Linked DNA regions of Pan troglodytes: regions 1 and 2 are each linked to region 3. A link is a contact called in public Hi-C data. All regions are on one chromosome and are shown on one strand. The core of a region is the stretch at or near the end of the contact, and the rest is flanking DNA. Distances in the headings are between cores, read along the strand shown.

Evidence for each region. Hi-C and Micro-C count contacts between places; a contact is called where the count stands out from the background.
Region 1: a contact with region 3 is called in a Hi-C map of stem cell-derived neural progenitor cells, with 6 times the contacts expected there. The contact joins the enhancer-like site here to the promoter of ENAH in region 3. A contact is called at or near these places in 3 of 7 Hi-C or Micro-C datasets (induced pluripotent stem cells and stem cell-derived neural progenitor cells) and 1 of 1 datasets of contacts at active chromatin or transcription factors (stem cell-derived excitatory neurons).
Region 2: a contact with region 3 is called in a Hi-C map of stem cell-derived neural progenitor cells, with 2.2 times the contacts expected there. The contact joins the enhancer-like site here to the promoter of ENAH in region 3. A contact is called at or near these places in 1 of 7 Hi-C or Micro-C datasets (stem cell-derived neural progenitor cells) and 1 of 1 datasets of contacts at active chromatin or transcription factors (stem cell-derived excitatory neurons).

Annotation. Positions count from the first base shown.
Region 1 is chr1:23,809,318-23,812,017 of NHGRI_mPanTro3-v2.0_pri, forward strand. No RefSeq gene overlaps it. Among named protein-coding and RNA genes, the nearest start is that of LBR, 55 kb to the right of the region's middle. Within about 2 kb of position 1,329, at least 4 of the 24 cell types and tissues checked have an H3K27ac peak or open chromatin away from gene starts, as enhancers often do. A contact at or near this core is called in stem cell-derived neural progenitor cells, where this site is marked.
Region 2 is chr1:23,783,376-23,786,075 of NHGRI_mPanTro3-v2.0_pri, forward strand. ENAH (ENAH actin regulator) reads left to right here. Exons shown (of 16, transcript NM_001328283.1): 13 at 2,070-2,136. Among named protein-coding and RNA genes, the nearest start is that of LBR, 81 kb to the right of the region's middle. Within about 2 kb of position 1,411, at least 12 of the 24 cell types and tissues checked have an H3K27ac peak or open chromatin away from gene starts, as enhancers often do. A contact at or near this core is called in stem cell-derived neural progenitor cells, where this site is marked.
Region 3 is chr1:23,644,524-23,647,419 of NHGRI_mPanTro3-v2.0_pri, forward strand. It overlaps ENAH (ENAH actin regulator), which reads left to right and starts at 1,346. Exons shown (of 16, transcript NM_001328283.1): 1 at 1,346-1,380.

The DNA of each region.
Region 1 (2,700 bases), core at 79-2,578, 160 kb after region 3:
TGAATGGCCCCACGGGCAGCACAGGGAACAATCCAACGAAAGAACCGAACCTGCCTTGGACAGCTAACTAACTGCGGTCTCATTCTGTTTCCCTGAAACATGGAATTAAGTTTCAAATACAACTTTCCTTCCCTCTTAACAACAATATTATTCATGTCTACATTTATTGTAAGCATTTACCTAGAAGATAAGGCCTATTTCCTCCAATAAGGTGAGTTTATACTCAATGAAATTAATTTTTTTTAGTTCATTTAGCATTGCTTCTTAACAAGTTGCCAATTGATGGATCAGACATTTCTTCCTGACCTGCAGATTATAAAATGGTCTCACTCTCAGGGCACAAGAAGCAAGAGCACATACCCAAAGGCCAAGGAAGTGGCTGCCTTCTTTGTTTTTCCCTAAATGATGTCCTCTAGAGAAATTCCCGCAGCCCCATTATGAGATGGGAATTTGCTTGATTAAAGGAGATGATTCCACTTTCTGTCTAGTAATCTGGGGCATGAAGTGGATGGTTAGATACAAATCTCCAGTGTTAAGTACCAATAATTTTTGTCAGTATGAAAAAAGTGGCTGGGTGCAGTGGCTCATGCCTGTAATCCCAGCACTTTGGGAGGCCAAGGTGGACGGATCACCTGAGGTCAGGAGTTTGAGACTAGCCTGGCCAACATAGCGAAACCCCATGGACGGATCACCTGAAGTCAGGAGTTTGAGACTATCCTGGCCAACATGGTGAAACCCCATCTCTGCTAAAAATAATACAAAAATTATCAGGGTGTTGTGGTGGGCGCTTGTAATCCCAGCTACTCAGGAGGCTGAGGCAGGAGAATCGCTTGAGCCCGGGAGGCGGAGGTTGCAATGAGCTGAGATCATGCCACTGCACTCCAGCCTGGGCAACAGAACGAGATTCTATCTCAAAAAAAAAAAAGTGCTTTTCTTTTTAAAACTGTAATTAGAGATGTAGTCTTGCTATGTTGTCCAGGCTGGTCTCAAGCAATCCTCCTGTTCTGGCTTCCCAAAGTGTTGGGATTACAGGCATGAGCCACTGCCAAAGATTATTTATTATTATTATTACTTAACTGGGAGCTGTTCAAGTCCCAAAGCCCTCTAGCTCTCCTAAGTTTTCAAAAAAAGGGAAAAGACTTTTCCCACATAATATCAATCCCATGTGTCAGATTATCTTGTAAATGTTGAGACGTGTTGGTCAGCAAGGGTCCAGAAGCTGTGAGTGTGCACAGCAGGTGGAAATGGAAGGGGAATTTGTTTTTGCCTTGCAGATCTCCTGTCCTGACTCAACACTTAATGGCACAGTGTCTCCGGTGCTTTCTTGAAACCTGGTGATGTGAACAAAGAATAAAAATAGCTGCTTGAAATGCCTCCAAATGAGCAAATGCAGGCATTGTTGGAATTCCAAATTTCAGAGCTGCTTTCCGGAATCCTCGTGGATTAACGTAGCAGGAGTGGGTACTGAACAGCAAGGATGGGGCTGGAACTGTAAACTCAAAAAGCATGATTATAAAAGGGGCATGTCAAAGGGCCAAGGATCGCAGAACGATCAGAGTTCATAATTTGGGGTAACCATAGAAATCATTAGCTCCAGCCCTGCCAGACAGCGACGGCTCAAAGAGGCAGCTGGTCAGAGTTGGTGCCTCATTCCCCCGCCGGTCCCCCTGCCCTGCCAAATCTCACTTAGAGAAAGCTCTAAGTGTGGGGAGGATGGAGGGTAATTGGAATTCAGACAGGAGCCAGTTCCAAGTAATTTGTAAATTATGTGAATGAGCTTGAAAAGATTTTACCCAAGATGGTAGATCAGCTTAACGTTCTCTTCCCATAATAACCCCCATCACAAATACACAAGGGCCTCAACACCCAGATATGAATGGAATGACACTTCTTTCCCTAGAATTGTAAGGCAAGGGAGAGGGAGAAGCATTTACTTGCCTCTAAAATGGAGCCCTGGTCCCTAAGTCCATGTGTGTTTAGGGGGAGGCAGACAAGTAGATCAGTGAACAATTTGTCTTAAATTGGTTTACAAAACAAAAATTACAATGTGAGTGTAATAAATTATACAGAATGGTATACAAACAGATGGGGAAATAATGTCAGCTGCTTGGTGGTGATGGAGAAGTCAATTCACCTGGAATTAACAGACGAGCTGTTAAGAATGAGCAGGTGTTCTTGGGCATCAGAGGGGCAAAGGTATTTCTGGCAGAGCAACGAGCAGTTTGCAGGTGTGAGAGTGCATGGGCTGTTCTGCAACAGGCCCCGTAAATGGGCGAGGTTGGAAGACGAGCCGTGGGGTGGAGGCAAGACAGGAGGTGAGCTGGAGAGGTTGGGAAAGAATTGGAAACATTTTGCTCTGTCCTCTGAAATCCCGGCACATGCCACATTAGACTGCATGGTTTCTAGGGAGCTTCAGAGGTCCTAATGAACGTTTTAGTCTGATTTTAAAAAGAAAACGATTTTAAGGTTCTGGCACAGAAGACATAAAAATGTGTGACATACTCCCTGTCTGCCAGAAAGCACGTTCTTCTGCACATTTAGAATGTAGAAAATATAACCCTTTAAAAAACCACCAATACAAATTGTTTTTAAGTATTCCAGAGGGAAAATAAAAATAATATATTGGCCCCTTTAGGAAACAGAACGGCCTCTCATTTCCTGGACAGTTGTTGAGAGTAGCCGTGCCAGTGCTACCTGGAT
Region 2 (2,700 bases), core at 161-2,660, 140 kb after region 3:
CCAAAAAAACTCATGGTACAGCTGGGAAGATGAGACACACAGGTGTGAAGTTAACCTTTTTACAACCACTTGTTGAATACTAAGTAGTGTGTCACAGAGGGAGGAAATGACACATAGAGTCACCTGAGTCATCTTTGTAGAGAAAAGTGACATCTTAGTATTCCTTGAAGAGTATTTAGTTTGGCTGAAAGTGAGGGGAAGGTGTGATATTTCAGGATATAAGTATAGCATGAGCAAGGTATGGAGTTGGAGATGAGCAAGAAGAGATTAGGAAATACGAAATACACTAGAACGGGGAATTCTTTTTGAGGAGTATTGTAGGGAAAAGGTTGAAAATATGAGTTAGAAACAAAAATGTTGAGAGCCTTTTATAAAATTATCAAGAGTTTAGACTTTATCCTGCAAGTACTGAGTTCAGTGGACATTTAATCCACTGAAACTGTTTGAGGCACATTAAAATGGCACTTGTGGTTTTCCCATTGAAACTAGGGAGGATTGAGATAGGCAGACCAATTAGGAAGCTCTATACGCATGCCAGTAAAGATCCTCTGAAGGGAACCCAGCCTTGCCCCTCCTGAAACACACCCGAGCTCCTTAGAGAGAAGAGGCCCTTGCTTCTCAGCTTCCACAGGGCCAGCTGAACCAGATGAGCCCTTTTAAGACTAAAAGATAGTTTTGGTTTGGCTGATTGAGAAAGGACTTCAGCCAGCTGCTAAAAGGTAGCACTTGCTACATCTTAACCACTTTGGAATTACTCCCTCATCCTTCCACCCACCTCCTCTTTAGTGACAGTGTCCGATGACCGTTCCCTTCCCTGTCCCGGTGTCCCTCAGTTTCATTCAGGACTTCCCTTTTTTCACCCGCTTGGGCTGGTGTCACTTGGATATGTTTCTGATTCGGCCTGTCCCAAACCCCATCCGATTATTTGATCTTCCTGGTCAAGTGTGGAACTTGACACCACTGTGGCGTTCATTGAGAGACTGTGTTAGCTGTTAGAATACAAAAGAAGGAATATAAAAAAGAAGGAATTTGGTTGATGAGGAGTCAAGCAAGATCAATAATGACTTTAAGGTTTCACATCTAATGCCTTCATGCAACAAGAAATCCAGAAGCAAAAGCAGGGCTTCATGGAAGAGTGTGAGTTTATTTTTGCGTTAAGTGTACTTTGAAGAGACCGTAAGCTACCTGAGAATGTGCAAAAGCCAGTTGAGGAGCTGCATTGGAACTCAGAGCAGTTTTAGTTAAAACTATACAATGAGATCACAATTCATGAATAGACTTCATTCTCCTGTGGCCCAAATTCTTTCCTCCATGAGAAGATTCCACTTCTGATTTTACCCAGTCATGTAGTGAGGCCAGTGACAGCATCAGTGAGTCAGCCCAGATTAGAAAAACAATTCAAGCACAATAGACAGCCAACTAGTGAGTCACTGACTACATAGTGTCTTTTGTAATAAGAGCTTAGAGCGAGCTTGTTTATATTTAACTGGAATAATCGGCTAAGGCCCAAGAATTAATTGTTTAAGAATCAAGGAAGTACAATAGAATTTCAGGATTCTGATATTTATTTTGAGTTGTTCCTATTTTTTTCCCCAAGAGGGACTATTTGGATTTAGTTTAAATGTTGAAATACATGAACATATTATAAGTTATACTTACTGTTTTTATCATTGGCACTAAAAAATAATTTAAAACAGTGTCAGTAATACTATTCCATTTTAATTAATTGAACTATCCTAATTTTAAAATTATCCTACTTTATTCTTACTGTCCTTTCTTTATTAGAGAAACTCCTTACTATCCTAAGGTTATAGAATCATAATATTTTAGACTTAACAATGTAAGTTTTCCTTGGAAACTTACTGTACTAGCTTATAATTTCTTCTCATTTTAAGGTCTGGCATTGTGCAAATTAGAGTCCTTACAGATTTCAATTAAAGTTTAGAATTTAAATTTTTATTTATATTACTACTATGTAAACAGGTATAATGAGATTTAGTATTTTGTTATTTGTTTTATAATAACTCTGGAAGCATATATTTAATAGCTTTTGTTTTTTATTTTTAAAGAACCGACAAGAAAACCTTGGGAAAGAACAAATACAATGAATGGCAGCAAGTCACCTGTTATTTCCAGGTATCAATTTTTTTCTCTAAGTTTTATATTTTATTTGTATAAAAAAAGAAATTAATGCATTCTTAGTGTAGAAAAAAATTGAATGGTAAGAAATTATACAGAGGAGCCCATAAAACTCTCGTGATCCTCCTAGTATTGGACAACCACCAAGCCTCATTATATATTACTCATCTACATTACTAGTGATTGATAAATTCTACCCACATTTATTAACCAGATGATCTGAGATTTTAAGATAGCTTTGTCTTTCCCAATTTGTATTTTGAAAAATTCAAAACTACAGAAAAATTAAAAGGATAGTACAGTGAGTATGCGTATACCCATTTCCTAGGTTTAACAGTTGTCAACATTTTGCCCCACTTGTCTTAACTATCTACCTATCCACACTTTTTTCCCCTCTGATTAGTTTGAAAGCAATTCACAAATAAGAACTGTTTCACCCTAAATACTTCAGTGTTTTTTGGAAGAACCAGGACATCTGCTATGTAACCACAATACCATTATTACTCTCAAGAAATTTAACATTAAACAATAATATTATCTACCATAGTATATAGTCACATT
Region 3 (2,896 bases), core at 96-2,595:
GAGCCGGACACTTGTCTCCCGTCTCCGAGCTGCTCCCCACCCCTGGAGGAGAGACCCCCCTCGGCTCGGCGCCTTCTGCGTCTCCCGGCTGGTGGGGAAGCCTCTGCGCCGCCGGCACCATGAGGTGAGGGGCGCGCGGGGCGGGGGCCGGGCGGGCCATTGTGCCGCGGGAGCCGCGACCCCCGTTCTCCTCGGACCCCGCCTTCCCTCTCCCGGCCCGGCGCGTCTCCCCTGGTCTCCGGTCTGTTCCTCCCCCTTCCCCCTTTTGTCCCTTCCAATTTCTCTTTCTTTCTTGGAAACCTCCCCAACCCGTGTGGTTTGGGGGTCTCGCTTCATCGTTCTCTCATTTTTCCTCAAATGCTCTTCTTTCACCCAGGATTTCCCTTCCTAAATTTAATTTGCGCCTAGCTCCCTCCCCCAAGCCTTTGCAAGCGAAACCCGGGAGATGGGGAGGGGTTCGAGAATCGAAGCGTGCGTGTTGCTGGGAAACAGGTATTTTTTCGTATATATGTAAAAATTTCATGCACTTTTGCCTCCGAACTCTCGTGTTTAATTAAAAAAGGCAGAAAAGTTTGAAAGGTCTGAAATCTCTGCGGGTAATAAAGTGCCTCTGGTAGGGGTAGGTGAAGGAGCTGTGAAAGGCGAAATTTCACGATGGTGGGGGAAGGGAAAGAATTGATTAGGTTCACGTGGTGGGGGCAGTAAAAGACTGGGATAAGTAAGTTGGTAGGGGTGTGTAAGCGGGGGCGGGGAAGGGATCTGTTTGGAAAAGCCTTTTCTCCCCTTTCTCTGTAGCAGCCTGTGTTGCATTGCAGCAGCTGCTTTTTCCCTTTGCTCTGTAATCAATAAAACAGGAGCTAAATTATTTTTGCGGCCCCGAAGAAGAGAATTGAATGTACTGTCGTAAAATATTTTTTTAATTGATACGATGAAACATATGGTGTGATATTTTTCTTTATTGTTTCTCAAATTGTGTAGGAGAATAAACCGTGATGTGGTGTGTCATTCATTGGAGATTTTTTTTCCAGCCTTTCCTAAACCTGTTTTGTGTCCATAACCTTCTCTTTTCGGATTGGTGCAAGACTTCGTGAGAAATGGGACTTGGTAGACTGAAGGCTGATCCATTCTGCGTTATCATCCTTAAAGGCCTTCCTTGTGGGTTAAACAATTGTGGATAAAGTAAATTACTCCATTTCTCTCTCCTGGAAGAGATAGTCTTACAGTTCATTTGGATTTGAATCTCCTTTGTGTTAAAGATTAATGGCCAACCGTTGCTAAGACCTTTATAATGTAATACAATGAGATTTGAATGATATAATCTACAAATTCCTTCGCTTTGGCAAGAAAATGTCATGTCATTGGAATTCTTTCTCAATTTCGGTAGTTTCCATTTTAAACTTTGCTTTTCATTTTTTTTTTCTATCAAGGTTAAACGTGTTTCCATTTTGCTTTTATATATATATTGTGATATATCTTTGTTGAATTTTTACTTAGGCTTACTGTGAATTTGAATTTTTTTCTCTGATTCCAAGTTACCTGTATTTATGATGGCCTTAAAGAGTGAGTTTAATGTGGTGTCTCTAGGCGACTGAACCCTTTTCCCTTGATGATTTCACACAAGTTATTTTCAAATATAAGCAATGAGTTTAAATAGTAATTATAGCATACAAACCAAAAAACACAATCTTTGTAAAATATGGCTTGAAAACTTTGAGTCATATGTTTGAGCATGACTTTTTTTTTTTTAATCAAGTTACTGATGTCCTTGAAAACTCAGGAACTATAATATACATACTGTTATATCTTGTAATATTATATGTTGTTGGTTTCTGTTTTAGAGATCTAATGCCGTAGGGATCTTGCAGACCAGAAGTTATCAGTTGTTTCAAACTTTGGATAAACTTATCTTAACATTGAGAAACATAAAACAGGGAAAGTTTTTTTTTTTTTTTTTTTTTTTTTAAAGATGCAGTCTTGCTCTCTTGCCCAGGCTGGAGTGCAGTGGCGCGATCTCGGCTCACTGCAACCTCCGCCTCCTGGGTTCAAGCGATTCTCCTGCCTCAGCCTCCCAAGTAGCTGGGATTACAGGCGCGTATCACCACGCCCGGCTAATTTTTTGTATTTTTAGTAGAGACAGGGTTTCACCATGTTAGCCAGGATGGTCTCCATCTCCGGACCTCGTGATCCACCAGCTTCGGCCTCCCAAAGTTCTGGGATTACAGGCGTGAGCCACGGTGCCTGGCCAAAAGTGGGTTATTTTTAAATAAAAACAGGAGTAGTTGTCTAATTCAAAGATTGTGAACTAAAAAAAAGTTACCGTTTTGGGTATTCAGTGAAGTTTAATCACTGTCATGTATAGATGTCAGTCTGTCACAGGTAAATTATGTCTTCATTTGAAAATTCCTTTTCTAATAAAAAGTAACTTCTGTTTTTCAAGCTCTTTTCTTGCTCTGTTCCTTATGAAGTGTAGAGAGAGAGGAACCACGCTGATGTTTTCCAGTAACGTAAATATAGAACTTGGTACACAGATCTGAAAAGTTTATTTAAGCAGTCTACAGTAATTCTTCGTAGGCTAATTTTGAATAAGAGCAGGAAAGAGGGTCAGCTTTTCACTTTGGAAGGAACTGGATTATTTGGCAGGTGGTTAGGTAGTACTTAGATTTGCTTAGATACCTGTAAAAGTGAGATTGGTATGGGATAAAACGTTCTTGTGCTGCTTGCAAAAGTCTTTGGAATATTCTTTGAGATATTTTGGTGCTTAGGAAGTGCTTTTCAGGTTATATTAATATATGCTTAGTCTTCATGCTTTCAAGTCCTGTGGGACATTAATGTTAGTCTTTTAAGTTGAGTCCTTTTGGGTTATATTAAGAGGTAGTTCTGATGTTTCAAAGGCCAT